Linked DNA regions of Macaca mulatta: region 1 is linked to region 2. A link is a contact called in public Hi-C data. All regions are on one chromosome and are shown on one strand. Each heading gives the region's core, a stretch centred on a gene start, on an enhancer-like site or on the middle of the called end of the contact. The rest is flanking DNA. Distances are from core to core; before and after follow the strand shown.

The links. Hi-C and Micro-C count contacts between places; a contact is called where the count stands out from the background.
Region 1: a contact with region 2 is called in a Hi-C map of liver, with 6 times the contacts expected there. The contact joins the promoter of BYSL here to the promoter of MRPS10 in region 2. A contact is called at or near these places in 3 of 14 Hi-C or Micro-C datasets (fetal cortex germinal zone, fetal cortical plate and liver).

The regions. Positions count from the first base shown.
Region 1 is chr4:140,250,358-140,255,025 of T2T-MMU8v2.0, forward strand. It overlaps BYSL (bystin like), which reads right to left and starts at 3,163. Exons shown (of 7, transcript XM_001085599.5): 1 at 2,832-3,163. The coding sequence starts at 3,099. It overlaps MED20 (mediator complex subunit 20), which reads left to right and starts at 3,521. Exons shown (of 3, transcript XM_015136338.3): 1 at 3,521-3,655.
Region 2 is chr4:139,926,912-139,932,013 of T2T-MMU8v2.0, forward strand. MRPS10 (mitochondrial ribosomal protein S10) reads left to right here and starts at 2,221. Exons shown (of 7, transcript XM_028847574.2): 1 at 2,221-2,280. The coding sequence starts at 2,233.

The sequences.
Region 1 (4,668 bases), core at 1,913-4,412, 320 kb after region 2:
TGCTCCTACCTACCTGACCATCATTCATTACCCATTAACCCAGTCATTCAGCAAACACTGAGCACCTACACTATATGTGAGGCACTGTTGGGGGTGCTGGCAATATATCCATGAACAAGAGAAATCAAAAGACTTTGTTCTATACAGCTTACATTCTAATTGGATGAGACAGTCTATGACCATACCACTCTGAACGCACCAGATCCTGTCTAATTGGAAAAGACAGACATAAATAAACATACAAATATACTGGGTTAAAATATAAGTACTATGGGCCAGGTGTGGTGGCTCATGCCTGTAATCCCAGTACTTTGGGAGGCCGGGGCGGGTGGATCACCTGAGGTCAGGAGTTCGAGGCCAGGTTGGCCAACATGGCAAAACCCCCATCTCTACTAAAAATACAAAAAAAAAATATTAGCTGGGCGTGGTGGCAGGCGCCTGTAATCCCACCTACTTACGAGGCTGAGGCAGGAGAATCACTTGAACCCAGGAGGTGGAGGAGTCGAGATCACAGCATTGCACTCCAGCCTAGGCAATGGAGCGAGACTCTGTCTCAAAAAAAAAAAAAAAAAAAAAAAAAAAAAAAGTACTATGAAAAAAGATAGGGCAGAAATATTGGAAGTATGGAGATGGAGTAGAGTGCTGCAATCGTAAATGGAGTAGATAGGCCTCTCTGAGAAAGTAACCCTACAAGTGTATGAGAACAAACTATCCCAGAGAGAAGGAACAACCAGGCCAAACGCTCTAATTTCCCATGTTTAAGGCACAACGAAGCCTGTATAGGTGGAGTGGAATGCGCAGAGGAAAGCAGTGGAAGAAGTCAGACTGGTAAAGGAGGCAGATCATAAAGCGCATTGTAGACCACTGTAATCCCCTACCTGTGGAGTGCTTTGTAGAGAGTATGAGATATGGCAGGGTGCAGTAGCTCACACCTGTAATCTCAGCACTTTGGGAGGCCAAGGAAGAGAGGATCACTTGAGCCCAGGAGTTTGAAACCAACCTGGGCACCACTGTGAGACCTCATCTCTACAAATAATTAAAGAATTAGTGGCTGGGTGAGGTGGCTCACATCTGTAACCCCAGCATTTTGGGAGGCTGAGGTGGGCGGATCACTTGAGGTCAAGAGTTCAAGACCAGCCTGGCCAATATGGTGAAACCCCATCTCTACTGAAAATACAAAAATCAGCTGGATGTGATGGCTCATGCCTGTAATCTTCGCTACTAAGGAGGCTGAGGCAGAAGAACTGCTTGGTCCTAGGTGGCAGAGGTTGCAGTGAGTTGAGATCGTGCCACTGCACTACAGCCTGGGCCGTCTCAAAAAAGAACAACAACAACAAAAAAAAGAATTAGTTGGACATGCTGGCACACACCTGTGGTCCCAGCTATGTGGGAGGCTGAGGTGGGAAAGATAGCTGGAGCCCAGGAGATTGAGGCTGTAGTGAGCTATGATTGTGCCACTGCACTCTAGCCTGGGTGACAGAGTGAGAGACTCTATCTCAAAAAAAAAAAAAAGAAAAAGAAAAAAAGGAGAATATGAGATACTAACGAGGAGGCTACTGTGATAATCCAGGTGAGAGATTGTGGTGGCTTCAACAGGATGGTGTTCCAAAGCGGTGAAAAGTGGTCTGATTTTGAATATACTTTGAAGGCAGAGTCATCAGAATTTTCTTACAGATCAGATGTGGGGAGGGAGAGACAGAGAGAGGAGATGGGGCGGGGGAGAGAGGGAGAGACGGGGAGAGAGAAATACAGGAGTCTAAAGTTTGTCTTGAGCAAATGAAAGAATACGCTACTGACGGGGAAGACAATGGTGAGAGAAGCAGGTTTGGAGAGGTCAAGATTTCTGTTTTGTACATGTTAAATTTGAGCTGTCAGATTTTAAATTGGAGTTGCCAAATAGGCAGTTGAATATAAGAATATGGATTTCATGGAAGAGGTCAGGGCTAGACTATAAAGTTAGGAGTAGTCACCCAAGAGATGGTATTTAAACCACGAAACTTGCCAGCACCAGAGAATATTTGAAGAGGTCAGAGGACTGAGGATAAGAGGTTGCAATAGGAGTCAGTCAAGGATACTGAGAAGTGAGGTGGCAGTAAAACAGGAGTGTTGATGTCTTAAAACCCAAGTAAGGATACTGTGGCCAGGAGGCCACTATTCAATTGCGTCAAATATTGCTTTAGATGAGATCTGGAAAACGGATGAAGCATCTCAGAGGTCAACACTCCCTCCCTAGCGAGAAAATATCAAACGTCTTTCATCTCTCTCCCTCTTTGGCTGCTAAACAATGTGTTTTCTGCTCATAACACTTCCCATTCGTTTTTCAGTTCTCAACTTAAAAGGTCCTGCTGCAATCGGAGAAGCTTCTCAAGACCAATGCTATTGTTACCAGGGAAGCGACACTTTATCATAGAAAAATATTATTCTAAGAGTCTACTTAATTGACTCTCTACTGGGCTTGACTGTAAGGTCCTTAAGTCAGACGTGCCTATGTTGTTTACTTCTGTACCCAAACATTCGATAGAACTCCGAGCATAGTACAAAGCTCGTAGTGGGTATCCCATATATATTTACAAAACCAATGGATAAATGCTAGGGTGGAGCGAGCGATTACTGTTGGCCTAACTTAGGGGATGTGTAGAAGGGAGTGCCTAAAACTAGGAGTGGACGCGGAGGGCTCTGAACAGGGTTCAGTTTCCCATTCCATTACTTTTGCAAGTGTAATACGGACCCTTTGTTGACTCGAAGCAATTCCCCTGCCAGACACTTTTTAGCTGTCCACCCCGCCCCACTACTGGCCACTGTCTTCCTCGGATCTCATCCCAGACACTCACCCAGCCGCGTGGTGCGTTCCCGCGACGCCGCGGGCTTGTCCCCAGTCCCATGCTCGGCCTCGAGCTCCTCCTGTTGCTGCCGTGCTTGCTGCAAAATCCGCCGGCTCAGCCGGGGTCCCACATACTCTTCCTCCGTTTCTCCGGTCCTGCGACCCCGCCGCTTCTCCCGGACCCCTGCCCGCACCGCATTCCCAGCCAGGATCTGATCGGCCAGGGGCGCATGTTTTTCCTGACCCCCGACCCCACGGGCCGCCTTCAACTTGGGCATTTTTCTCGAAAACGTTGCCGCGGAGGTTCGCACGTGGGGACGGCGAAAAAGCCAGATTGCGCTTGCGCGGTGGACTCCCGGCTCTCAAGAGGCCACGCGGCGATCACAGCGCCCCCTAGCATTCGGAGGCCAGAAGCACCATCAGCGCCGCCCCTCCCACTAAAAGAGCTCCCGGGTTCCGGAGCTGGACTCCCCAATATATTCACAGCCTTTAACGTTAGCTTCTCTCAACAGTGCAGTCTTTGAGTGTCGCTCTTAGCTTCATGGGTCTAGGCCTAGAGTGCTCAGCCAAACGAGAATGTCTGGATTTAGAAACCTGTGGGCGGGAATCCGCAGATGATGTCACTGGAGGTGTCACCGAGTGGCCCTGAGACCCGCCCCACTCCTTGGGGAAGGCGTGGACCCGGCGCTCTGTTTTTACGTATTTCCGGAGTCTCTTCCGAGACCGAAGGTTGTGTTGGGGAACTGAAGCAGTTTCTGTGGGCGGATAGGGAACCCTGCGTTTCTACCGTGTGATCCGGCCGCCTTCCTGGCCCGACGCCATGGGAGTGACTTGGTAGGACTGCAGGGGGTTTTGTGGGGCGGAGCTTGGAGTTGTGAAGGGCCGAAAAGAGGACCTTGACCGTGGTCCGCCGTCCCCTGGGAGCTGTCCTCGGGTTGTGTGGATGAGAGGATGCCGTGCGAGCCGCGGGTTCCCCGGCCTTGTTTCCTCGGAGATGCGCCCCTTCCTCTTGGAAGGCGGGAAAGCAAAGCGAAGTTTTTTTTTTTTTTTTTTTTTCTTTAAGACGGAGTCTCGCTCTGTCGCCAGGCTGGAGTGCAGTGGTGCGATCTTGGCTCACTGCACCCTCCGCCTCTTGGGTTCAAGCGATTCTCCTGCCTCAGCCTTCCGAGTAGCTGGGACTACAGGCGCCCACCACCACGCCCGGCTATTTTTTGTATTTTTAGTAGAAATGGGATTTCACCATATTGGCCAGGCTGGTGTCGACAAAGCAAAGTTTTTTTTTGTTTTTTTTTTTGTTTGTTTGTTTGTTTTTGAGACGGAGTCTCGCTCTGTCACCCAGGCTGGAGTGCAGTGGCCGGATCTCAGCTCACTGCAAGCTCCGCCTCCCGGGTTCACGCCATTCTCTTGCCTCAGCCTCCCGAGTAGCTGGGACTACAGGCGCCTGCCACCTCGCCCGGGTAAGTTTTTTGTATTTTTAGTAGAGACGGGGTTTCACTGTGTTAGCCAGGATGGTCTCGATCTCCTGACCTCGTGATCCGCCCGTCTCGGCCTCCCAAAGTGCTGGGATTACAGGCTTGAGCCACCGCGCCCGGCCGACAAAGCAAAGTTTTTATCCCAGGAACCTATCAATGGTTGTGTACCTCATTCCCTTCTAGATTCATTTTCCTTCCCGTGAGGCCATAGTACTGCCCGCAATGGGACGTCAGGGTTGGAAATAGGGTCTTTGGACTGTGACCCACCTGCAGACAGGGTTAGAGGGAGTGGGTTATAAGCAATCAGGAAACAGTATTTTTAAAGATTTTCTTTATTTTTCTTTATTTCTTTTTCTTTCTTTTTTTTTTTTTGAG
Region 2 (5,102 bases), core at 971-3,470:
GAGGCTCAGGGTAGGGAAGTAACTTGCTCAAAGTCAGTCAACTAACTGGTAAACCTGGGATTAGAAACCAGATCTGATGATAAGGCTACAGTTTTCCATTAGGCTAAAATGCATATGTGAAAGCATTCTGGGAAAATAAAACTTAGAAATGTGCACAAATGGGCCAGGTGCAGTGGCTCATACCTGTAAAACCAGCACTTTGGGAGGCCAAGGTGAGAGGATTGCTGGAAGCCAGGAGTTTGAGACCAGCGTGGGCAACGTAGCAAGTCTCTGTCTCTACAAACAATAAAAATAAAATAAAAAATGGTTGCAAACACCTGTGGTTCTAGATACTCCAGAGGCTGTGGTGTGAGGATCACTTAACCCCAGGAGTTTGAGCCTGCAATGGGCTATGATCAAGCCAGTGCTCTCCAGCCTGGGCAACAGAGTGAGACACTGTCTCACAAAAAAATAAAATCAAATAAAATAAGACAATATGGTATTATAGAAGCAGACTTTAAGATGAGAAGAAAATAAAAGGAAAAAAAATCAATTTTTAAAGATTTACACAAATGGAAGAAGTTTTTTTTTGGAGATGGAGTCTTGCTCTATTTCCCAGACTGGAGTGCAGTGTGGCACCATCTCAGTCTCGACTCACTGCACCCTCTGCCTCCCAGGTTCAAGTGATTCTCCTGCCTCAGCCTCCCAAATAGCTGGGATTACAGGTGCACACCACCACAGCTGACTAATTTTTGTATTTTTAGAGAGACAGGCTTTTGCCATGTTGGCCAGGCTGGTCTTGAACTCCTGATGTCAAGTGATCCACCTGCCTTGGCCTCTCAAAGCGCTGAGTGCTGGAATTACAGGTGTGAGCCACTGCTCCTGGCCTTTTCTTTCTTTTTTTTTTAAGACAGTCTCATTGTGTCTCCCAGGCTGGAGTGCAGTGGCACGATCTTGGCTCACTGCAACCTCCATCTCCCAGGTTCAAGCAATTCTCATGCCTCTGCCTCCTGAGTAGCTGGAACTAGACGCACACGACGATGATATTCCACTAATTTTTTGTATTTTTAGTAGAGATGGGGTTTCACCATGTTGGCCAGGCTGGTCTCGAACTCCTGACCTCAGGTGATCCGCCTGCCTCAGTCTCCCAAAGTGCTGGGATTACAGGCGTGAGCCACCGTGCCCGGCCTGAAGAAGTTTTTATTATAGCAAATCCCAGTTATAAACTTTTTTACTTGGAAAAAATTATGGTGGACATTAATAACTAGACAAAACACCTTGGCTTGTTGTAGGTGAAGCTAGTCATTGTAAATTCCTAAATACAAGAGTAACATAAGGAAATGAATAATTTAGAAACATCAGTAGGACAGTGGTATACAAAATGGATGGAGCACAAGAATTCCAATTCGTGTGGGGAAGGAAGAAAGGATTAAGAACCATAATTAGAAAGCCATTGCAATAAGGTAACTGAGTGGCAACTGGACCCAATGGTAGTGGCCGACTTTTCTTTTTCTTATCATATATAGATTTTGTTAAAATTTTGAAAAATGCAAAAAAAAAAAATTGAAAAATGCAAAAATAGGAAAATAAATCACCCATTACTGAAGTAAATGGTGTCAATACATTAGTTTCAGTCTGGGCTTGGTGGCTCATACCTGTAATCTCAGTCCTTTGGGAGGCCAAGGCCAGAAGATCACTTGAGGACATGAGTTTGAGACCAGCCCACAAAATAACACGGGCAATATAACGAGACCCTGTCTCTACAAAAAAATTAAAAAACAAAAAATTAGTTGGCTGTGGTGGCACGCATTTGTAGTTCAGCTACTCGGGAGTCTGAGGCAGGAGGATCACTTGAGCCAGAAGTTTGAGGCTGCAGTGAGCTATGACTGTGCCGCTGCGCTCCAGCCTGGGCAGCCGAGTGAGACCCAGTCTCTAAAAGGAAAAAATAAGTAAATAAATAAGAGAGAGAGAGAGAGAGAGTGTGTGTGTGTGTGTGTGCACGCGCGCGCGTATACACACACAACAATTTAAAGGTGAAAATATTAATGGGGCTTGGTAACTATCCAGGCACTGCCCAGATCAAGGCTGGCCTCCGCCAGCCAACTGTCCCGCCCTCAAAAAGCACAGGATCGTGTCTCTATGGTTGTTCCAGCGTCTGAACAGGAGGATGTACTCTCTCCTTTTGCGGAACTCTATGGTCTGAGGACGCCGCTGTAACCCCGGAAGCAATACTGAGAGGTCGGGACCGACAAGATGGCGGCGCGGACAGCGTTCGGGGCCGTGTGCCGGCGCCTCTGGCAGGTACTGGATGGGCTAGGGAGACTAGGAGAGCTGACCGGGATAGTTGCCTTTAAGTTTCCCAGCCACCAGCTGCTCTGCCCATCAGAATTTTTCCTGATATTTATCCCTCACCTCGCGCCGTTTACAGGAAAGTGACGAGAAAGGGGCTGGTTTTATCAGAATTCTCTCCTGGAATTAAACATAAGTTAATGAGTCCAGGCAAAGATAGGAACAAGAATAATCGTAGAATGTCAGAGCTGGAAAAGATTTTGTACTTTCTATGTTCCAAAACCCTTCTTTTACGTTTGCAAAATAAACTGAGGCTCAGAGAAGACAGGAAATTTGCCTCGCGAAAATTAAGAGGCTGAGCTGGTGCGAGATCTCAAACTCTTCCCATGGAACTAAATTGAGATGCTTTCCTGGCATCCAGGTTTAGAGGAAGGTCTCAAGCCAAAGGAGTGGGTTAGATATCCTCTGCACAGTTATTTGGAGGAGGAGCAAAAACTTTTCAGCAGCGGTTCTCATGCTTTTTGGCCTTGGGACCGCTTTACACTTTCGGAGTTGAGGACTCCAAAGAGCTTTTGCTTTTGTGGATTTTAGCTATCTATATTTAGCTTTTTGGAAAATAAAACTTAAGAATATATATTGATTTAAAAGTAACACTCATTACATGTTACAACACTTTATGAAAAATATGTTTTCTGAACAAACGAGTAAGGAGCAGCAATGTTTTACATTTTTGCAGCTCTCTTTAATTTCTGGCTTAATAAAAGCTAGATTCAAATCTGCTTCTGTATTTAATCTTTTTCTATGTCACACCTCAGGCTGTCACGGGAAAACTTCACTATACACTAGTAAGAGAATGAGTGTAAAAGTTGTAAGTAACATCTTAGTTTTATGAAAATAGTTTTGATTTCCCGGACCCCCTGATAGTGTCTGAGAGACCCCACAGACGTCCTCAGACTACAGTTTGAGAACCACTGGTTTTTGTTTTGTTTTGGAGACGGAGTTTCGCTCTAGTCGCCCAAACTGGAGTGCAATGACACGATCTCGGCTCACGGCAACCCCCGCCTCCCGGGTTCAAGTGATTCTCCTGCCTCAGCCTCCAGAGAGGCTGGGACCACAGGCGCCCGCCACCGCGCCGGGCTAATTTTTTTGTATTTTTAGTAGATGGGGTTTCACCGTGTTCACCAGGATGATCTCGATCTCCCGACCTCGTGATCTGCCCGCCTCGGCCTCCCAAAGTGCTGGGACTACAGGCGCAAGCCACCGCGCCCGGCCTAGACTCCCACTTTTAAACGCAGAGGTTTATAAGGCTGGGCGCGGTGGCTCATGCCTGTAATCCCAGCACTTTGGGAGGACAAGGCGGGTGGATCACTTGAGGTCAGGAGTTCAAGACCAGCCTGGCAAACATGGCGAAACCCTGTCTCTACTAAAAATACAAAAATTAGCTGAGTGTGGCAGTGGGCCCCTGTAATCCCAGCTACTCAGGAGGCTAAGGCAGGAGAATGGCTTGAACCCAGGAGGTGGAGGTTGCCGAGAATGCTCCTCTGTACTCCAGCCTGGGCAACAGGGCAAGACTGTCTCAAAAACACAAAAAAGCAGAGGTTTTATAGTGGGAGAACGTGACTGAGAAGTGTAATATTCTTGCTCCTCTTGCACAACTTGATTGTGGAGTCACTGGTATAATTGTTGGGAGGGAATTTTCTATGCAGTTCTGTCTGAAGAATGGCACATACCTCTTACCACCTTGTATTGTACCTGATTTCCTTTTTCCTTTTCTTTTCCCTTTTGTTGCAAAGAAGATTATAGAGTTATGATTTGTCTCTATCTTGAGTAAAGAGAGGAAGGACAATAAGAATAGGCTTTGAAAACGTGGCTAGGTGTTGGTTCGCTCCTGAAATCCCAGCACTTTGGGAGACTGAGGCTGGAGGATCGCTTGAGCCCACGAGTTCAAGGCCAGCCTGGAAAGTATGGTGAAAACCCATCTCTACAAAAGTACAAAAAATTAGCTGAGCCTGGTGGCCCGTGCTGTACTCCCAGCTACCCGGGAGACTAAGGTGGGAGGATCACCTGAACCTGGGAGGTCCAGGCCTTGATCATGCAACTGCACTCCAGCCTGGATAATAGAGTGAGACCCTGTCTCAAAAAAAACCCTGAAAAAACAAACAAAAACATACTTAGGTGACCATCAGTTGTATTAATGAAACTTCACTTATGCTAAACCTTTTTTTTTTTTTTTTTGAGATGGAGTCTCGCTCTGTCACCCAGCCTGGAGTACAGTGGCACGATCTCAGCTCACTGCAGCCTCCGCCTCCCAGGTTCAAGCGATTCTTCTGCCTCAGCCTCCCAAGTAACTAGGATCACAGCCGTGCCACCACCATGCCCGGCTAATTTTTGTATTTTTAGTAGAGACAGGGTTTCACCATGTTGGCCAGGCTGCTCTGGAACTCCTGACCACAAGAGATCCACCCATCTTGGCCTCCAAAAGTGTTGGGATTACAGGTGTGAGCCACGGCACCTGGCCTTATTTGCATCTTCATTGTGTTTTTAAGGATCCTATTGTGTTTCCACTTTCTCAGGTTACACTTTAAAATCTCAGGAAAGTTTACAGGAAAAAACAGTTAGCTGTTATGTTATATGCAGTAGTATAGCTTGTTTCCTAAAACTGGAAAGTCATATTCCACCAGGGGGAGCTGAAGGTAAAGGATTTGGAAATGTGGGTTTGTTGTAGCATGTGGCACAACATGCTACAACATGTTGGGTATAAGTCACAGCTCATATTTCAGTTCATTTATAAGCTAATTATCCCAGCCAAGCTAAGAAATATGCATGCTTTAAAA